Regions from separate parts of the Mus musculus genome. Here region 2 is linked to region 1. Evidence: chromatin contacts called from public HiCAR-type data. All regions are on one chromosome and are shown on one strand. The core of a region is the stretch at or near the end of the contact, and the rest is flanking DNA. Distances in the headings are between cores, read along the strand shown. Region 1 overlaps St3gal1 (ST3 beta-galactoside alpha-2,3-sialyltransferase 1). Region 2 overlaps Zfat (zinc finger and AT hook domain containing).

Region 1 (5,529 bases), core at 411-2,910:
AACAAAGACTCACTGGAAAGGATAGGGTGAGAATAGAGAGAGAGGGGAGTGTGGCTTTGAGAAGCTTCCAGGAACAACTCAAAAACAAAACAAAACAAAACAAAACAAAACAAAACAAAAAGCCAAAATACCCAACATCAAAGCTTATATTGCCTTCACCCTCCAGGGTGCTACCCTGGGTTGGCTGTAGTAGGTCTGGGTACTCCTAGAGGGTCATGTTTGTGGCAAGTTCCCAGGTAGTTCTGCTATTCTGGAGATGCACTTTGGAGACCTGTCCTTAGCAGCAAAGATGCCCAGGGCCTGGGCACTCTGTGTGGCCCAGTGCACCATCATAGCACCAAATCTTGGAAAAATCAGGGCAGAGTAGGAAGGTCCCAAGCTGCCTCTTACCTTCTCTTGTTTCACTTTGATCTTCGGGGGCACGGGGACATAGGTGCTGCAGATGGGAAAGAGGAGGTATTTAAGGTATTTAGTGTGGAGAGTGACACAGCCAGTGTGGTATGGGTAGGGAGGCTTAGGCCCCGAGAAGCCATTTTCCTGCCCCAGCATAGCTCCTTCTCCAGCAGAACCATCGGGGTGTGACTCTAGATGGTTTGAGAATGTTCTACGCCAACCATTGGACTGAGCTTGGGAGTCCCTGATTGGAGAAGGGACTGAGGGGGTTTGCAGCCCCATGGAGGGAACAACAGTGTCAACAGGCCAGACCCCCTGGAACTTTCAGGGACTGGACCACAAACCAAAGAATACACATGGAGCGACCCATGGCACTGGCTACATAGGTGGTAGAAGATGGCCTTGTTGGACATCAGTGGGAGGAGAGACCCTCAGACCTGAGAGTATTCGATGCCCCAGTGTAGGAGAATGCCAGGGCAGGAGGATGGGAGTGGGTGGGTGGGGGAACACCCTCATAGAGGTGAGGGGGTGGGTGGGGGGTAGGGGGGTTTCTGAAGTGGAGACCTGGAAAGGGGAAACATTTGAAATGTAAATAAAGAAAATATCCAAGAAAAAAAAAGAGAGAAAGTTCTATGGCTTGATGGGCCAGAATGGAGACTTGCTATGAGCACAGCCTTTCAGAGGCCTAGGAATATTTGACTCCATTCTCCAGAGCCAGAACATCTGTGCTCAGTAGTGGGGCTCAGGCTGATGCTGGGGAACTGACACGGGTGACCTATGGCTGTCTCTAGCTCATGCAAGCAGACATGGGCTGTAGCATCAAGGTTTAAAATGCACTACCACATGGAATCTAACTTGTGCAATTTAGGCTCTCCATGCTGTAGAGTATCAGGGGAGAATCTTGAGCCAGCTGCCTGGCCCAATCTCTTGCTGAGCCCTTCCCTTGCACTCTTTACCCTGGAGGCACGGAGTTCTTGGAACCCGTAGTTCTTGACTCTGGCTCTGCCTCCTGGGAGACCAGGGCTAGGACTAGGAGTTACGTGGACATCTGGAAATGGAAGCCACTCCCCTTTGAGAAAAGTCAGGGACCGAGGAATTAGACCCAGATGGTTGCATGGGCTCTGGGTCAAGTTCACTGTTGGGCAAGTGGTTTGGCCCCTGCTATGGTTGCTCCCTGGAGGCCAGAGCTAATGAGAAGCACTGCTGGGAGGATCAAATGAGAGATGCTAAGTTTCAAATGATAGGCGCCATGCCTGAGGAGCAGATGGCAGCACTTACTGTTGGAGAGCCAATCGTTGACTTAGCCACAAAGTATGCACTCAGCAGCTCCTGCCTGTTCTATGCTGCAAAGGGGGCCCCCAGCACTGAGGAGCAGCAGGGAGCTGCCACATGCTGAGTCCTTTCCTGGGGTTCATCTAAGAGATTCCAGAGAGTTTGAAGGAAGCAAACTATAGCACAAAGTTTGGAGTATGGATGATGCTAGGAGGTGAGGGGACCAGTCAGTTAGGACCTGTCACATATGTACCAGGAGGCACGGGGAAGAGGAACCTTACGGAACAGCCCAGCAGGAGTGATACGTTGTATGAGACAGCTGGACATAGGGCAGACCCTAGAGGAACTCACTGAGTGATGGTGCCTGTGGTGGTGGCGCTGATCACCCACTGCAGGTCGGTGGTCTTGAAGGGGACCAGGACCATGTTGACATTCTCTCCCAGCTCCCGGAAGCTCTCAGGATACACGAGATGGTGGGTGGTCCGGCTCCCAACGTCTGCCTCAAAACCCACTGTGGGTGCCTTGTTCATCCTGGGAGAGGAGAAAAATAGGGTACTCAGTAAGGATGCTGGAGTTGGAGTCACCTGTGTGGTAACTGCAGGTGACTCCCTTCTTCCCTAGGCTTCAGTTTCTCCGTGTGTACAATGGGAACCTTGTAGACATAGGCCAGACAGACCTGGACGAGCTGGTTTGAAATCCCAGCTACTTGGAAGGCTCGGCCTGGAGGATGGTGAGTTCAAGGGCAGCCTGTGGTGTGGGAAGTAACCAGGTCAGAGGAAGAAAGCTTGCCTAGCATGCATAGCCAAATTCCATCCCTAATCCAGCAAAACAGAGGCCAAGGCATTTAGTTATTTATTTATAAAAGCAAGTTGGGTGGGTCTTGCTCTCCGATCATTGACCACCCATGTCGTGGGTAACCTAGTAGGTGTGCCTTTTTCGGTATCCAGATAAGCTGTCTACCAAACGATAGCTTTGAACTCAGGTCTGCCTGACCCTGAGCCTGACTCTGCCTCTCATCATGGCCATCCCCTCAGGATACTAGGTACACTGAGAGCCAGGAAAGGGGCCTATGGACATGAAGTCAAAGACACAGAAATAACATTGTTCTAGATTCTAGAAGATACCTGGGTGGGGGGGGTATACTGAGTCCCACCTCTAATTATGTTCTCTGTCCCAGAACATTCTGAGTATGGATTACAATAAACTCAAGGGAGGTATGGTCCTTTTTCCTGAGATGACAATTCCACTTGAGGACAGAAGAAGCAAAGTGGGCATTAAACGCTTCTGGTTCAGGGTCTAGATTGAAAGCTGAGGGCAGATCTGAGTCACAGAACCAGACTTCAAATTTTGCCATGCAATAGATCTTAGGTACCAAGTCCCCCAGCCCATTGAAAATCTCTAGCAACACCCTCTATTATAGTCCACCTTGGTAAGAAAAGATGAAGAGACTAAGACCCAGAGGGCGGCCAGCCTTGAACCTTGGCCTTTTGAGCTCAGCCAAGGTGTTTCACACACTTCTGAGGAACTGTGGGCTCGGGTCCAGTGTTCACCTCAGCACAAAGTCATGGCTGTCGATCTCAGGCCCATACGAGGAGTCCTTCAGGTTACCGGAGTTTCCTACAACTGCACAGCGTCGGCAGCCCACCAGCCTCTTGTTCAACATAGGATCCACATTGCCAGGCACCAGGCGAAACAGTTCCTTGACGGTGTCGCTCAGGTTGTTGGGTTTCCTCTCCCGCTGGAGCCTCTGGGGGAGAGAACAGAGGGAATGGCCAGTGTGGCTCCACTGCCTCTAGCTGAGCACGCTGGCTCCCTGGTCACCAAACCCAGCTATTAAATGTGAAGACACAGGTGACTGCCACCCCCATCCCAGGACAAGAGATGGGAAGAAAACTCATTTATCCATTCTACAGGTATTCTCTGGGCACCTTTTGTGTGTGAGACCAGGATGTTAGCTCACCTCTGGGCATATAGGAAGGGACTGAGGCCAATCCCTAGACACGGAAGACCACTGTATTTCCTGATTCCCACATTCATACCACCTGCTCAGATCTAGTTCTGCAATTGGTGGCAGGTGAGACTAGCCTGGATTTGGGGGTGCAACCTAGAGCCAAGGCCACACACTCTTCCCATGAGAGGATACCAGAGACACAGGGTCACTTTGGGATGTGGGAGCAGAGACTGGTTGCTACAGTCATGGGTCAAGGGGGTGCCACAAATTTTCATCCACAGCAGTAATAGTAGGAGAGAAGCAAGGGTGTGGGGACTCTTGGCCTCCAGGATGGGGACCTGTGACTACCACTGATGTCTTAAGCCACCAGGTCCATGGTGATTTGTGATGGGAGCCACAGGAGGGAAAACCACTAGGGCTTTTTTTTTTTTTCCGGAGCTGAGGACCAAACCCAGGGCCTTGGGCTTGCTAGGCAAGCACTCTACCACTGAACTAAATCCCCAACCCCCACTAGGGCTTTTCTCTGATGTATCCATAATAGACTTTCGACAAACAGTTGCTGAGTGAAGGGATGGCGAGGGGTGGAGGGGCAGGGATGATACTCTGAATGCTGTCAAATGCTTGGTGGGTCCCCAGGACTCCCCCAATCCCACTCCCAGACCCTATTCTGCTCACCAGCCACCACCGGTATGTGTCCTCCTCCATCAGAGCGTTGTGGACTGTCAGCAGGGGCTGCATAGTCTTGTTGAAGCGCTGGTCGAACCAATATGATACCTTGTCCTGGCTGATGCAGTGTCTGCAGGTGCACGGCTGTGACTTGATGAACCTGCGGAAGTTCTCTGAGAGTTCCAGGAGCATCTGCTTGGGGAACCAGGCACTGGGTACTCCCGTGTTGGAGTAATTCAGGACAAAGGAAGTGAGGAAGATGAAGAGCAGGAAGAAGGTGAGGTACTTGAGGGTCTTCCTCCTCATGTTCACCACCTCCACCCTTTGCTGGGTCCTCTGTGTTGATGGGAGGGTGGAAGAGAGGAGACCCCCCTCCTAGAGCTGAACAGAAATCTCAGAGACACAGGAGCAGGCAGCAGGAAAGGGAGTCCGCAGGGAGATCTCAGAAGCAGCTAGGGCAAACTTCAGCCTGTTGGAGACACGCCTAGGTTTGTGTTCTCGACATTGCTGTGTGGCACACGAGGGTAGTCTGTGCCATGCAGTCAGTCTTGCCTGTATTGGTAAGCAGCGTGGTCTACCTCTTCTGCAACCCAAGCAAAGTCAAGAATGTGGCTTGATGACACTTGAGTGAAACCTGGGAAGAGCAGTGTTCTCCCCAGCTCAAACGGGGATCAAGTTTAGTTAGTTACTCTCAGCCTGAGCGAACCCCTGGACAATCTGTAAAAGGTCTTGGCGCAGGATGCGAGGATGCTTGGCCGCCCTCCTCCAATAATCCTTAATTAGAGCTGTGTCTCCTAGGCTGTTCCAAGGAATGGGGACTGAAAGGGCATCTCCTGGAAGGCATAGGGTTTGCTGAACATCTGTGTACAAAGGAGGAAGAAAGAAAGATGAAACCTGGTGACCTTGTTATTATTTCTCTCTCCAGACTTGTGCCACAAGCCTCAGGGGCTCTCTGTGGGCTACAGTGGGGTTGCTCCCATTTGTTTGCTTTTCCTGCTTTCAGGCCTGAGCTTTGCCTCCTCATCCACCTGACTTTGTCACTGCTGTGCTCTCTTGTCACCATGGACAAAGTCACTCTGGCTGCTCTGCCACCCTGGCACCCTGAAGCCATATACTATGAAATTATGAACCAAAGTAAACCCAACCTCTCTCAAGTTGTTTCCTGGCTGGTCTGCTGTCACAGCCCAAAACAAAACAAACAAACATCAAAGGACCGAAGACAATGGTCAGAGCCTGAAGCTTAGCCT
Region 2 (5,279 bases), core at 2,498-4,997, 1.1 Mb after region 1:
TGAGCATGCAACTATGTAGTCAAGGCAAATTTCACCCATGGAGAGGTATGGCCTTTGCCCTGGGTGACCTAAAGGTCTTACGTCCTTCCTGATAGGTATGTCTATGACTGCCTGAAAGCTTTGACTTAGGTGCTATGTGAAGGGGACTTTGAAATATGACCCAGAAGCTCTGACCTCCAGATGGACGGGAGGGAAAGGGCTTGGAAATCTCAGGAGGGTAGAGGTCACACAAGAGCAGTATTGTCTTCCAGACTGAAGTAGAGGCTGGGTGCACTGAAAGCTAGAGTGACTTCCCGAGTGAGTCTTGACCTCATCGGGCACCAAGGACAGGAGGAGGTGATGAACCTGGCCCTGGGTGAGAAACCCAAGGCTCCACTGTGAGCCATCCTAGTCTCCTCCACAGTCCCACATGGAGGCTCTTACTGTGTTCTGTAAGTTTCTCTAGCAAGTAAAACATGAGGAAGGTCACAACAGTCCACCAAACTGCAGCTAGCCATTCAAAGGCTCAACTGGGGCTGGTGTCTTGTGGAGAGCTGTGCCCTCACCTGCAGGACTGGTAGACTCAGTGTAAACCCCATGCTTTGACCAGGGATTTCCAGGCACTTCTGCGCTGGGCTGGCATGTGCTGGTGACACACAGTGGGAGCACAGCACAAGGAGAAATAGGGCCAACTGTCTGTGAGTCTCTTTGCCAGTACACTGGGTGCTCTGTGCAGGCAGAGTCCTCCTCCTGATGATGCCTTACGTCCCTTAGCACCTCAGCCAGTGTCCTGACCCCACAAAGCCACATGAACTGAACTAATGAGCAGTGTGGGATCTGGTGCTTAAGGAAGAAATAAAATCAGCCCTGAAAGCTTCCCACACACAACAGCGACAAAACTAATCTTCCGTCCTCTACATCCATAATTCAGATCCTCGAAACCAATTAGTTAGCTAAAAATGAAATATTCATAAATGAGCTTGGAATAATTTAAGTTCTGAAAACAAGTTGCTGCTGTCAACTACCCACATTTTCATGAAGAGCTGTGAATGCTGGAGCGGGGAAGAAAAGCACGCAGCCTCAAGTCAAACCAGAACAGACCTGGCTGGGTTCCTCCTCTGCTCCTCCCTGAATCCCTTGCCGCGGTCTGCCACTGAGCTCTGGTCATCTGTCCTCAGTGACTCTGTCCACTCATTTCTGTTCTAGCCTTCTGCTCCAGGTTCTTCCTGCCCCTGTCCTTTGTCTCCATATCATCTCCTAGCTCTGGAACAGTCCATTGTTCTGAACAAATCTGCCCCACCATCCTCAGACAAGGTACTGGGGAACACTGTTCACCAGGCATGATGTATCCCTTTGTCTTCTCAGACGTGGAGCAGCTTTGAATAGTTACACTGTCCAGACCCTCCTAAGATTGAGGCTGTCACCATCCCTAAAAGAAGGGAGGCTGGACAGGGCTATTAACCCTCTCTTAAGATTCTGGCCCACTCCACCCTACACAGATCTCAGGAGGTGCTAGGGTACATGGAAGGCAACAGACTAAAGGAAGGGTAGGCTCAATCTATGCAATTATAGGAAGGCTGTCACCCATGCAAAGTGTGACAAGTTGGTAAAGCAGCTGTTTTTAGGTCATGCTTGCCCCTGTAAGTAACCCCTCCTCTGTGCTCCTACAAGTGAGCCCAGGAAACTCACTGGTTCACCAAGATAGACCTGGATGAAAGGATGTCTCTGGTATGTCATTATTCTATTCTGGGTACACAGATATTGGTCATGTCTCTCTAGAAAAGGTAGCTCAATGCTGGGCTTTCTCCCCTTTCGCACAAAACACACACACACACACACACACACAGGTGTGCATGCACATACACACAAACACACATGCCTGCATCCATGCATGCACACACAGGGTTGGGGGGGGGGGGGGCACCCACTCTGTCCTCTGCTTCCCCTTACAGTGTCCAGTGCAGTTGCTCAGAGTTTGATGAACATGCATATATATCCCTGTCTTCCCATCCGGCCCCTGCACCAAGTCCATTTCTTTCCCTGCAGATCAGACCCTAATGCACATCCTAGAAGGTGGCCCCATCCAAATCTTAACTCCTTCTCTTGGATGCTGCCAACAGCTAGTGAGGCAGGACCAGCCATGAACTCACTAGACTGTCACACCCACTAGTACATTGAATGTGGTCTCAACTACAGTTCCCTATGTCCTTTTCCTCTCCTCCTCCTTCTACAAACCCTGAAGCTTGAGCTGCCTTTTAATTCCTGGTCTTGCTGGTTCTTAAAACAGAAGTGGAGAGGTGTCAGCAGGTAAGAAGCAAAGGATCACCAGGTGACAATAGCCAGTGAGGCTTTTGGAGAAGGAGCTGTGCCTTGTGTTTTAAGTCTCCAACAAAAGAAGGGGCCAGAGTCATTGTGTATCTGAGCCCGTGAGTTCAACGTTCTTTATCAAAAAAAAAAAAAAAAAAAAAAAAAAAATCACCGTTGTAAATCCAAGGCCAAAAGTCCTGGCAAAGAAACAAATAATCAAGGGGAAGTTTTCAAAACAAAACAGCCCAACAAAATAAAAAAAAATAATAATATAGGCCTTTTCTTTGTACATCACTCAAGTTTATGAGACTCTCCGCTAGTCTCTCATTTTATTGTTTAAAAAACAAAAACAAAAAAACTTCGTGAGATGTGTACACCAAACATAATTCACTCAGTAGGAAACAAACCAAAGACCCAGAGATGCTCGGGCACTTTTTCCAGAACCATTTGCTGGACATGTAGCGCTGGAAAGTGGGTGTCTTTATTCTCTACCAAAGACCTTACTGCTGAAGCCCCTCAGGGCTGACTAATGATAGTCAGCTGTAAACATCTGGATGGACCCAGTGTATAGTACAGAGAAAATTCCTTTGAGTTGAGCAGTCCTGGATACAAGCCTTCCACCTCAAGTTCCTCAGCACACAGATCAGTTTCCACTATACAGAGCCCCTGTTATAGATGTGGCCACTGTAACAGTAGGCAGTGTACTCAAAAATGGCTGACAGGATGGCAACTGTATGCTATTTCCCTATAGCCATAGCATTCTGAGTGGCAGTATCCTAGTTAAGAAAGTACTACAGGTGGAGGTGGCACTGCCTTTAACCTCAGCAGTTAGCACGTAGATCTCTGTGGGTCTGAGGCCAAGCTGGTCTGTAGAGCTAGTTCTAGGAGAGCCAAGACTACACAAGGAAATCCTATCTCAAATTAACAAAAAACAATGAACTACCTTTCCAACCAGGCTATCATTAAATAACGTAGCTCTTAGATGTGCCTGCATCCCTGTTCACTCTGACTCAATGGATGTACTTCCTTGATTTCGTCTTTTAAAATAGCTCACACCCCAAGAAAGCAAAGTGGAATTAAGGTCACACTGACTTTATCATGGCCACCCAGTGCTCTTAGATGGCAGCTTGGTCTCTAGTCAGTATAGCTCCAGATACTGGAAAATCTGGAAAGACTAGCATTGCGGGAGCCCTGACAGTCAATCTCCCTGACATTTATTTCCAAAGCCTAGGAAGCAATAGGGGAGACAATGAATTATTTATCAGAACCTGGAGAGAAGGAGCCTTTCAGGTTTCTGCACAATGCCATACTCCTCTGTGGGAAGAGACTGCGTCCTGTTCTACCTCACAGCTAAGGCATCAGAAGGCAAAGGCCAAAGCTGTTTCCGCCCTGCAGCTTCATCAGACGTACTGTGGAAAGGACAGCCATGGTGACTCATGCTGCTGTGCATACACCACAGACACCGTGCTGAGCCCTGCACAGGCTCTCCTTCATTTACTCCCCAGGGATGGGACCTCGGCAGCACTATCCCAACTACACAGTCAAGAAAACAGAAACATGATAGACAGATGGCTCGGTCGGTCGTTAAGAATATTTGCAACTCTTACAGAGAACGCAAGTGTGTTTCCTGGCACCCACATCGGGTGGCTCACAACAACTTGTGACTCTAGTTCTATGGAATGTGATGTCCTTTTCTGGTGTCTGTTGGTACCAGCACACATGTGATGCACAGATATACATGCAGGCACACATACACACATACACACACATAAACACAGACACATACACACATATAAAGCAAAATAAATATATTTATAGGTTAAAAAACAAAACAAACAAAAAAACCACATTGAGGCTTGCAAAGATTAGTTAGCATGACCCAAAGTCACAGGGCTAGGCAGCAGCAGAGGTAGGGTTTGAACAGAAATGACTTAGTCAGTGAACTTCATAACAATGTCAGAGCAATATGCTCATACATCATTGATAATGGCTTTATCTGTAACAAATATCCAGAAGAGAAAACATTAAACAGGTTTCAAAGCTGGGACAAATGGCTAAGGTGTTTAATTAACATATCAAAGCAGGCACTGGCCATCAGATTCCCCCTGCATCCCTCAGACCCTAGCTTATTTTTTTTGCAGGGTTCTCCTGGCTGATATACCCTACCACCTACCCTAAACTTTTTCAGGCCAGGGGCTAGAATGTTATTCCCTATACAATCCAACCATTTTGGTTACCTGCTCTCTTTGTACTTTTGGGTCTCCTGGCTTTTGTACCTGGTTCCCCTCTCTCCCTCCCCCTTCTCCTCACAAGGCTCGGGGTCATGACCACTCTGGACTCTCCCAGACAGTCTGCCTCTGGCTGTTGTATCCCTTTTATCTATAATAAACCTCCTCCACCACACCTAGCAGCAGTCATGTCCTTCCCTTTTTATTTATTGTTTTCACTTATTTGTTGCTGAAACCTGGGACCAGTCATGTCCTTCCTTCCTTCCTTCCTTCCTTCCTTCCTTCCTTCCTTCCTTCCTTCCTTCCTTCCTTCCTTCCTTTCTTTCTTCCTTTCTTCCTTTCTTTCTTTCTTTCTTTTTTTTACATTTACCTTGCGCCAAACTCAGGACCAGTCATCTTCTTTCCTTCCCTTTTTTTTTAAGTTTTTTTTCTTTTCTAATTCAATAACAGGTCTAACATTTTTGACATCAATTTCCCTAGGAAGCCTCCTTTTACCCTCAAGCCAGAGCATATAATCTCCAGGCCAGACTTAGCACCTCCAAAGCACGCAGCCACTGTATTCACAGTACCTCTTACGTACCTGTCATCCACCAGAGAGGAACAGCTCACAGGCAGAGCACTTGGGACCCCTCAGCATCTAGCATAGCAGCCAAGCACAAAGCAGCCCCAGGGTCAATGGGTGGTGAACACAGAAGTGGAAAGGAAGGGAAAGATGAAAAGGAAAAGAATACATTCCCCTTGAGGGGTCTGCAAAGGGCTAGGAGA

Evidence for each region. HiCAR-type assays count read pairs that join an accessible place to other places.
Region 2: a contact with region 1 is called in a HiCAR-type map of fibro-adipogenic progenitors, with 8 times the contacts expected there. The contact joins two enhancer-like sites. A contact is called at or near these places in 15 of 39 promoter capture datasets (the 3T3-L1 cell line, 3T3-L1-derived adipocytes, the C10 cell line and 10 more), 1 of 15 datasets of contacts at CTCF or cohesin (pro-B cells), 8 of 484 Hi-C or Micro-C datasets (the C2C12 cell line, the CH12 cell line, the HPC-7 cell line and 5 more) and 5 of 115 datasets of contacts at active chromatin or transcription factors (DN3 thymocytes, T-cell acute lymphoblastic leukemia, extraembryonic endoderm stem cells and 2 more).

The regions. Positions count from the first base shown.
Region 1 is chr15:67,109,216-67,114,744 of GRCm38.p6, forward strand. St3gal1 (ST3 beta-galactoside alpha-2,3-sialyltransferase 1) reads right to left here. Exons shown (of 9, transcript NM_009177.4): 4 at 4,292-5,142; 5 at 3,216-3,412; 6 at 2,017-2,196; 7 at 391-436. The coding sequence starts at 4,588. Among named protein-coding and RNA genes, the nearest start is that of Gm31400, 58 kb to the right of the region's middle. Within about 2 kb of position 1,661, at least 23 of the 459 cell types and tissues checked have an H3K27ac peak or open chromatin away from gene starts, as enhancers often do. A contact at or near this core is called in fibro-adipogenic progenitors, where this site is marked.
Region 2 is chr15:68,214,519-68,219,797 of GRCm38.p6, forward strand. The region is part of intron 2 of Zfat (zinc finger and AT hook domain containing); the gene reads right to left. Among named protein-coding and RNA genes, the nearest start is that of Zfat, 42 kb to the right of the region's middle. Within about 2 kb of position 3,748, at least 53 of the 459 cell types and tissues checked have an H3K27ac peak or open chromatin away from gene starts, as enhancers often do. A contact at or near this core is called in fibro-adipogenic progenitors, where this site is marked.